Regions from separate parts of the Anser cygnoides genome. Here region 2 is linked to region 1. The links are chromatin contacts, called in public Hi-C maps. All regions are on one chromosome and are shown on one strand. The core of a region is the stretch at or near the end of the contact, and the rest is flanking DNA. Distances in the headings are between cores, read along the strand shown.

Region 1 (4,625 bases), core at 555-3,054:
ATTTCTGAAGAGAGCTTATACCAAAGGGACTGTTATACTAAAGAGAAGAAAACCCAGTCTGGGATATATTGAAATTACGCATCTTGATGGCGAGAAAGATACAAACGTATAATGAAGTGTGTGTATCAACAACACACAAAATATCATAGTTCCCAACTAAGAGGAACTGGAAAAAAAAGGGGGTATGAGTCAATATGTCCCCTGGGTGTGCTTTTAATTGCACTGAACATTCTCCATTATGAAGACCATTTAATTTGAAAGGCTATGGATCTCTGTCTTGTTATTAAAGCATTTTGTTTGTGTTTCTCTTTCTGCTCTGTATTGCTATGGCCACTATTATGTGAAGATCTCAAAAGACTGTTAAAGTTCATACCAGCTCATTCCCCACAAATTCCCCTCTTGCATAAAAACAATCCTTAACCTGGACTAATTTAACAGAAAGCTGTACGCAGGAAAAAACACTAGAAATGTTAAAGCAAAGGCAGTAATTTGACAGTTATTATGGCTCAGTTTTGTCCTGTTGGGCAGGGACAATTCAATTAAGCGACTTTTCTAAGCTCTGCCAGCACGCTGCTGTTGGAACTGGTTCTGCATTTGAGCTAGTATCCTATATCGGTCATCCTCATCAGAGCCAAAGACAAAATATACAGCTTTCTAAATCTAAATAAATCCTTCTTCAAAGCGTACTTTTCTTTTGCCGACTTAAAGAAATGAGGTGACATTTATGTACGTATTCTGTTTATTTATATCTAGTCAACTACTCATTTACATTAAAAAAGAAACGGACAATTTATTATGCTTGTGCAGTTCCAAAACTGTAGCTTCTTTGACAATTACAGATCAACTCTAATTGCTGAAAACATACGCTGCAAAATGGGACAGAATCCAAAATTATTAAGAAATGAGCACTTTTGTTGAACATACACATGATATTTTTCAGTTCTTATCAGCCCAGCCAGTTCTATATGGATATTCAATATATCAAGCCTGCTTTCAGCCCTGACCTCTTACCGTTTTTCTAGACTCCCTGCCAAACCTGCGAGCAGCTGAACAGTGACAAAAGGTTTGGCAAGCTGAGGGAAGGAAGCTTCAGTTCCTCCAGGTTTCTGCTCTGTGGCTACAGCCTCTGGTGGCTGAGGAGGTATGAAGCAAAAGTGGTATGTCTCTTACAGCTGGCACCTTCCCAGCTGCCCTCTCCCAAGTAGGGTGTCAAGGGATATTTTTATTTTTTTTATTCTTATTTTTTTTACCCCAGTATTAGGGAGGGGTTACATACATACTGAAATCTTTCCTATGGTGAGAGCGAAAAAAAATTGGTCATCATCCTGCCTTAAACACCGACTGTTTAAGGATACTGGTCCTTGAATTTAATTTATTTCTATTATTTATAACTATTATTTAACTTGTCCTGTTGAGGATACTGTGATTCAGTGATTCTGTGATACTGTTTCTTTCACTAAACCAGGTCGAAACGTACCGATGGGCTCAAAACTGTTACGAGGGCGAAGTGGGACAACAGATAAAATAATTATTCACGGCTCACCTTGGGGAGATACACCAAAGGCTGTTAAAAGCTAAATGTAAAAGAAAAGGACTTGGTATATACTTTTTAGGGGAAGAAGGGAAGGGGAGGGGAAGGACCTAAGGATGAAGAATGACGTGAAACCTCCACTTTACAGAAAAAAATTGAAAAAATATTTGTTTCGGGGGCCGTTAGGACGGGGTGGGGGGCGGGGTGGGGGGGTGGGGGGGCTGCCGGTTGCCGAGCAACTAGAGTCTGCCTAGCAACCAGGCGGCGCTCCGGCTACATCCGGGGACCCGCGGCGGCCCCGGCCCCGCTCCAATGGCGGCTCCGGCGTCCGTCCCCGTCTCCTGGATACGGCCGCGCGGCGACGACGACCCGAGCGCTGCGGCGGGGGGAGCGGACAGCCCTTCTTGGCGCTTTGCGGCGTTTCCTCACTCTAATAAAAATATTGAGAAATAAAGCAGCTGATAGAGCCTCTTGGCGTGTTGTGCCGGTGTCTCTCCCTCTGTGTGGCGTGTGGCGGGGAGCTCCCTGTAGGCACACACCCCTGTTCCACCCCAAAGCGGGGCATGGGAGGCTCCGGGACCGCGGGCGGGGCTCAGCGGCGCCGGCCGATGGCGGCGGAGCGGGGCCCTGCGGCCCCCCGGGAAGGGTGGGTGTTGCTCGCCCGCCGCCTGATGGCTGGCGGTTGAGGGGCGAGAGAACCAACGGCTGCTAGGACTTCAGCAGGGCCTTTGGTACGGTCCCCCATAGCATCCTCCCGGAGAGGCTGGCAGCCCGTGGCTCGGACAGGTACACGCTTTGCTGGGTTAAAAACTGGCTGGACGGCCGGGCCCAGAGAGTGGCGGTGAACGGAGTGAAATCCAGCTGGTAATCGGTCACCAGTGATGTTCTCCACGAGTCGGTGTTGGTGCCCATCTCTTTAATATCTTTATTGATGATTTGGATGAGGAAATTGAGTGCACCCTCAGCGAGTTTGCAGATTATACCAAGTTGGGGGGAAGTGTCGATCTGCCGGGGGATAGGAAGGCCCTGCAGAGGGACCTGGACAGGATGGGTTGATGGGCAGAGGCCAGCGGGTTGAGGTTCAACATGGCTGAGTGCTGGGTCCTGCACTTTGGTCATAACAACCCCGTGCAGTGCTACAGGTCTGGGGCAGAGTGATTTGAAAGCCATGCAGAGGAAAAGGATCTGGAGGTGCTAATCGATGCTTGCCTGAACATGAGCCAGCAGTGTGCCCAGGTGGCCCATAAGGCCAAGAGCATCCTGGCTTGTATCAGGAATAGTGTGGCCAGCTGGACCAGGGAGGTGATCGTCCCCATATACTCAGCTCTGGTGAGGCTGCACCTCGAGTCCTGTGTTCAGTTTTGGGCCCCTCACTACAAGAACAACATCGAGGCCCTGGAGCATGTCCAGAGAAGGGCTACGAAGTTGGTGAAGGGCTGGAACACAAGTCCTATGAGGAGCAGCCAAGGAAACTGGGGTTGTTTAGTCTGGAGAAGAGAAGGCTCAAGGGAGACCTTATTGCTCTCTACAACTGCCTGAAAGGAAGGTGTGGGGAGCTGGAGGTCGGCCTCTTCTCACAGATAATTAGTGATAGGACTAGAGGGAATGGCCTCAAGTTGTGTCAGGGCTGCAGGAGGCCTCAGGCCTGCATGTGTGGCTCCGTTGGGAGTGCTCTGGCCGTTCATTCACCAAGAGAAGAAGGAATGCTTCTGGAACTGGGTGTTCTTGGTGTCCTGGTCCTGCATTCTGCTGGCCAGAGCAAATGTGATTCCCATGGCACCCGTAGCCTGCTGTTTTGCGTGCTTCTGAGGTGTTTCACTGAGATTTCAGTGGTGGACAATGTGTTGTCTAGTGTTGTCCAATGATTTTTTTTTTCTTTTTAATTACCTAAAGTTCTGTCTGAAGACTTGAGAATTCTCTGGTCTCGTTTTGGTCTTCAGTTTGTCAGTCTAGGAGCTCTGATAGCTCCTCGTGAAAGAGTTGGAGCAAAATTGAATCTGTGGTTTGTAATTAGGCATTTGGCAACAGTACCGCTTAAGCAGCCTTCCTCTCCGTCCTTGTTGGTGATTCTTGTTGCCATGCTGCCTGCTGCAAGATGCAGCTTTACTGTGGTTTTAAGGTAACTGCACTGAGAACTGGCCTGGTTGAGGGAGAAAAAAAAAAATTATAAATGAGAAGGAAGAATTTGTGTTGAGATGAGAGCAAGCAACTTCAAATGGCTTAGAAGTAATTCAGCTGGTAATTGAAAGACCTGAGTTGGCCGCAAGCTGGAAGAACTTACCACAGGGTGGTCATTTGAGTACTAGCAAGCAGCATATCTTGTTTCTGGAATTTGTTTCATTTGTTTCAGTACACAAAGCACATAAAATTCTTGAGGCAAAATTGAGAGTTATAAGCTAAATTATAACTTTGTTGTGGAACTTGTTGACTCCCACAAAGCAACATTGGCCAACAAATTTACACAGCTTTTGTTTGAGTAGTTTCTATCCATGAAAATAACTTAACACTGACTCCTATAACTGGTAAAACTACATGCAGCGTGGTATTGGTGACAATACTAATTCCTGTGTTTTTTCAGTTATGTTGATTAAATTATTTAGAAGGGTTAAATTACGTGGTAGAAAGTTGCAGGGGAATGTGTACCTGGTGTGCCCCTGGGCAGAAATGGCTATCTTATTTGGTAATGCTTTCACTTTAGAATATTTTCATTTGGCTAGCAGTTTTATGTAGCACTTAAAAATTGATTCCAAACTGAGAATTTTATTTACTGGTAAATTATTTGTAATCTCTAGTTATTGGCCCATCTGTAACTGGTGGAATGCGTAAAGAGCTTTGGAAGTGGAAAATACTATCACCTGTTCAAAATTCTGATCAGATTTCCTGAGAGCAGGCCTTCTGTGAGGTAGTTATGTTTGATCTTTCTGGACGTATGCATTCCCTCTTTTTAAGAATTGTGTGTTTAAATGCAGTACATCAATGATTACTAAATTTAAATGCTTCCGCTTTCTTCCTTTAAAGGTTTGTCTGTTTATGAAAGTAATATCATATTTCTAATCCCTTGCCAGTAAAGCATCCTTAAGCATGGAGAATTTCA
Region 2 (4,253 bases), core at 1,306-3,805, 51 kb before region 1:
TGAACTAAAAGAAATGATCTAATGACTTCAAACACACACACAAAACAACACAATCATGTGCGATTAGGTTGCCACTGTATTTAGCATGTATAAAGTCCTGCCTCATACGCAACCAATATCCAAGCTAAACTACATGAACATCAGCTTCAGTACATTAACACACAATCTGCCTAACAGCATGCCTCTTAATACCACTGGGGAAGAAAAAAAAAAAAAAAAAAGACATGTCAAGGACCTGTCAGACAGTTCATCTATGGTGGAAACTATTACACCCGCAGCAAACCAGGTCTTCAAACATTATGGATGGGAACAGTGTCAACAGAAACCTGAGAAGTGGTGTTGATACACCACAAGAGCATAAAACTCCCCAGTTTATCCCCAGTTATCCTCTCTACTGCTCCACAAGCCTCAAAGACCTTTAGAAGCTGGGTATGTGTTCAGTGCAGCTTTTCTGCTAGCTGGGAGAAGCTGTGGGAGAGAGGAGTGGGATGACCACAACTCCTTCAAAATTCAGCAGAAGAGGTGATAACACTGCCTGTGCTCTCAAACCGTGGGCTCATTTCCTACCCACAGTAAGGACGAGCAAGAGCACTCCACCAGAAGTGGAACACAGAAGAGAAGCACAAACACATAAGCACACACCAACTAGTTACTAGTAAGGGAGAAAGAAAAACAAACAGAAACCCAACAACCCTACTGAACAATGACTGGGCCTAAGATACCACGCAGTATGTAAAGTTATTAAAATATGTTACTATTCCAAGCCAAAGCAATGATCAGCCAGCTGAGCTGTACCTTCTTCCTCAGGACAACATAGAAACGCAGGTGAAAACAGTGACAGCAGCTGAAAGACCATGCTATAACACTGGTCCCCCCACCACTATTCCTATTTAAACAAAGATACAATTAAACCTACCTGCTAACAAAGCAGGGCCAAGAGATTTGGCCAAGTAACACTAAACAAAGAACAGACTGACTAAAACCAGATATTTATCATGATTTAAAACTGGAGGGGAGTGGATTTAAACCTTGTTTTGCATTACTATTGTTTTTCTCCTATTGAACAAGGATTTTCTGAATTTCTCACTTTACACAATTATTTTTAAGGGTCTGTGTAGAGTTGGCATAATTTAAACTAAAAATGCCAAAAACACCAACAAAATAAAAAAACAACAACCCACCATCACCACCACAATAAAAAAAAAAAAAAAACAGTTTTACAGGACTGGAAGTGTCATTGTTTCAAATCTCCATAGCAGTCTTTCCAAAATATTTACATAAAATATCAACAATGTTTACATAAAATATCACATAACAGAATGAAAACTGCTGCTCACAAATACAGTGATAGGATGAGAATGGGCTGAGAGGAACCAACAAGGAAACAACAAATCCCCTGCAAGCAGTCCTAACAATAAATAAATAAATAAATAAATAAATAAGTAAACAAACAAACAAACAAACCCATGCCTGCTGTGTCCTGATCCACCTACCTTCAGGCTGGGATTTACTGCTTTGGACCAGTTGAGTAAACATATAGAAAGACAATAAAGAAAAACTGAACATCTGTTTAGTAAGGATGTCCCGTTCTTCCAGAAAATAAGAAAATAATCACCCCACATTTCCTCCTACTGCTAGCAGCCATTGCAGAGATGGCTATTAGGAAGCTCACCACCAAGACATGCCCTCCCACCAGTTCCTGCCCTGCACTGGATGCTAAGAAGACCTGGCAGCATTGATGCCCAGGCCAGGGAGCCTCCGCATGTGCTCCAGCTGCTGGCACTCTCCCCGAGAGCCTCCTTGCTCTTCAGGGATGCCTTACAACCCTAAATGTGCAAAGAGCTCCTAGAAGCTACTCCACAGCTTCTTAACTGGCTGTTAAAACCACCGTGCCTCATATCCACCTTCTTTTGTCGTCTTTATGTAGTCATGTTGTCTTTATGTAGCGTGGTGCTTTCAGCCATATGATATTGTGTTTTAGGCCGTGTGGGAACCGAACCCAGCCCTCTCGCAGGCTCTGCAATCGCAGCCCCTCTCCAAAGCTCTGGGCTGGGAAGAAACGCAGCAGGCTGACGCCCTCTTGAACGCGGACAAAGCCAGACCTCCAGCGCTTGCGGATACACAGGCCTCAAAAGCCACTTTAGGTACCAGTGTCAGGGAGAGACACAACAAGACTACAAATTCCTAAGCACCCAGCAACCCCGGGCCTTTTACCAAGCTTCGGTCACACGGAGCCACTCACTAACGAGGCTGCATCTCAACACATACCATTCCCATGCGGGGCTGCTCGCCCTCGGCCTCCATACAAGTTAGCGGTACAGCAACAGGGAGAAGCCTGACAGCTGCCCTCAAACCCCTACGATGTAGTTCAGAAACTGGCACAATCGTTGTCTCGAGTCATCCTTCTGCTTACCGGCCTTGTGTGCAAACGTCAAAAATGACATAGCAAAGTAACAATTCCCTGTTTAAAGGGCGCTCTGTATCCCCGGTATATTACCATATACATGCATCTGTGTTCTTGGGAACCCAGGGATGTTTATCTTAACAACAGGCTGTGGAATTTGAGGAAACTGGGCCAATTATCTGTGGCTTGGTGCCATTAAAGTCAAAGTTGCACTAGCAGAGAGTTTGGAACGGTGTTTTTAGAAAATTCCAGGGGAATTAAATGAACATGGCAATACAACACTGTGTTACAGTCTTTATAAAAACAAAAAACCCCACTACACTCCTTTAATGAGAGAACTAAGCAAGTTAACAGGTAACAATGCAAATTAAGAATTAAGAAGTCTTGCTTCCCTTCCAGACGAAACCATCATTCTTAATTGTGTAATGAAGCTGAAATCCAGCGTCGTGGTTTTCCCAAAGGACCACAAAAATAAAACCCGAACCCACTCAGCAGTGAAGGATCAAGTTTTTCCAAGAGTCTGGAAACCGATTTGGGAAAACAATCAGAATAGTGCTTAAACATGGTGCTTTTGAAGCCATCCTCGGGTACCTATGTGTGGATACATATTCTGCAGAACGCAGGGCAGATGATTCCGGACACTGAATTTCCCCTACACACCAGAGTCAAGGCACAGGCCTTAAGAAAGCAGTTAGCCAAACTGCCCCTGCCAGCCACTGCTCTGCTGATGACGGAGGAAGAACTCGAACTGCTGTACGTGGACCAGGCAAGCTGACCTGCTTACCAATCAGTCAGTTGAGTTCCCCACTTATCAGCGTGCCTTATGACTTATTCATATCTTAACACCCAGTCAGAAAGCATTCTGAGTATACCAACAGCCTGAGGCGAGCGAGCAAGCCAGCTTTCAGTGAGGAGAAATAGCTCTTGGACAAACATTATTCCTATGTCAAGGATTCTTTCCTTTGTGTGCTTTACAGCTCCACTGGTAGATGGAAATTTCTCTCAAAACTCATTTTTCACTATAATATCAAAAGCAACCCTAGCATATGCATTGAGATGACCTGGACAAATCTGGTCAAATACTTCAGACATGGTAAAGCCGGAAGTACACAGAGTAACATATAGGTTTACAAGTATGGGGAAAACAGCATTTGAAGCTTACACACACTTCCTTCAACTGAAAAACATACAAAAATATTACTAATTGGTTTTGTTCCCAGTTGAAAAGAAAGCATCCCACAATACAAGCACAATGCTTAGAAATGTCTTCCTTCAAAATGTTATTTTCATGGTCTAAATGTGGCAGAGTTTGGAAGATACTGGTCTAAGGAAGGTAAAGGCCTTATCTGCCTCAGAACCAGAACTGGGATTCGTTTTCCTCAACTCATGAACATATTCTATCACAAGCAAAGTTATCCTTCCCAATACTTACTTTTCCATAAAATGGTAATATTTACCCAGATGTAAGACTGGAACATGTCCCAGACTTTCAACGTCCACAGTTACATTTGAAGATGATGATAAACTACAACATCATAAGAAATATCACTAAAACCAAAGTAATTGCCTGTTTCAAAGACTTTCACACTCTTTGCTGCTTGTGCACAAGCAAGCTTCTGTCAAGGGAGTAGTGCAAGATTTAGATTTCTAGATTAACAAGCAAAATGGAAAGTAAGGCCTACATGTACAATCCTGAATATAAACACAGGATTTCCTGAAAGGAACAGACCACTTTACCTACTCTGTAAATCCCCTGTGAACATTGCTCATTTGGCATACAAACTCTCAACTGATTGAAAACAGGTAAATGAAGAAGCCAAGATTTGACAGCTGAAGCCAATAATATTTA

The links. Hi-C and Micro-C count contacts between places; a contact is called where the count stands out from the background.
Region 2: a contact with region 1 is called in a Hi-C map of granulosa cells, with 1.5 times the contacts expected there. The contact joins the enhancer-like site here to the promoter of ULK4 in region 1. A contact is called at or near these places in 4 of 7 Hi-C or Micro-C datasets (fetal liver, granulosa cells and liver).

Annotation. Positions count from the first base shown.
Region 1 is chr2:47,753,453-47,758,077 of Taihu_goose_T2T_genome, reverse strand. It overlaps ULK4 (unc-51 like kinase 4), which reads left to right and starts at 1,804. Exons shown (of 39, transcript XM_066992021.1): 1 at 1,804-2,317; 2 at 4,597-4,625. The coding sequence starts at 4,613. It overlaps LOC125184234 (a long non-coding RNA gene), which reads right to left and starts at 1,378. Exons shown (of 3, transcript XR_007167918.2): 1 at 1-1,378.
Region 2 is chr2:47,805,098-47,809,350 of Taihu_goose_T2T_genome, reverse strand. The region is part of intron 1 of TRAK1 (trafficking kinesin protein 1); the gene reads right to left. Among named protein-coding and RNA genes, the nearest start is that of TRAK1, 12 kb to the right of the region's middle. Within about 2 kb of position 2,555, at least 1 of the 3 cell types and tissues checked has open chromatin away from gene starts, as enhancers often do.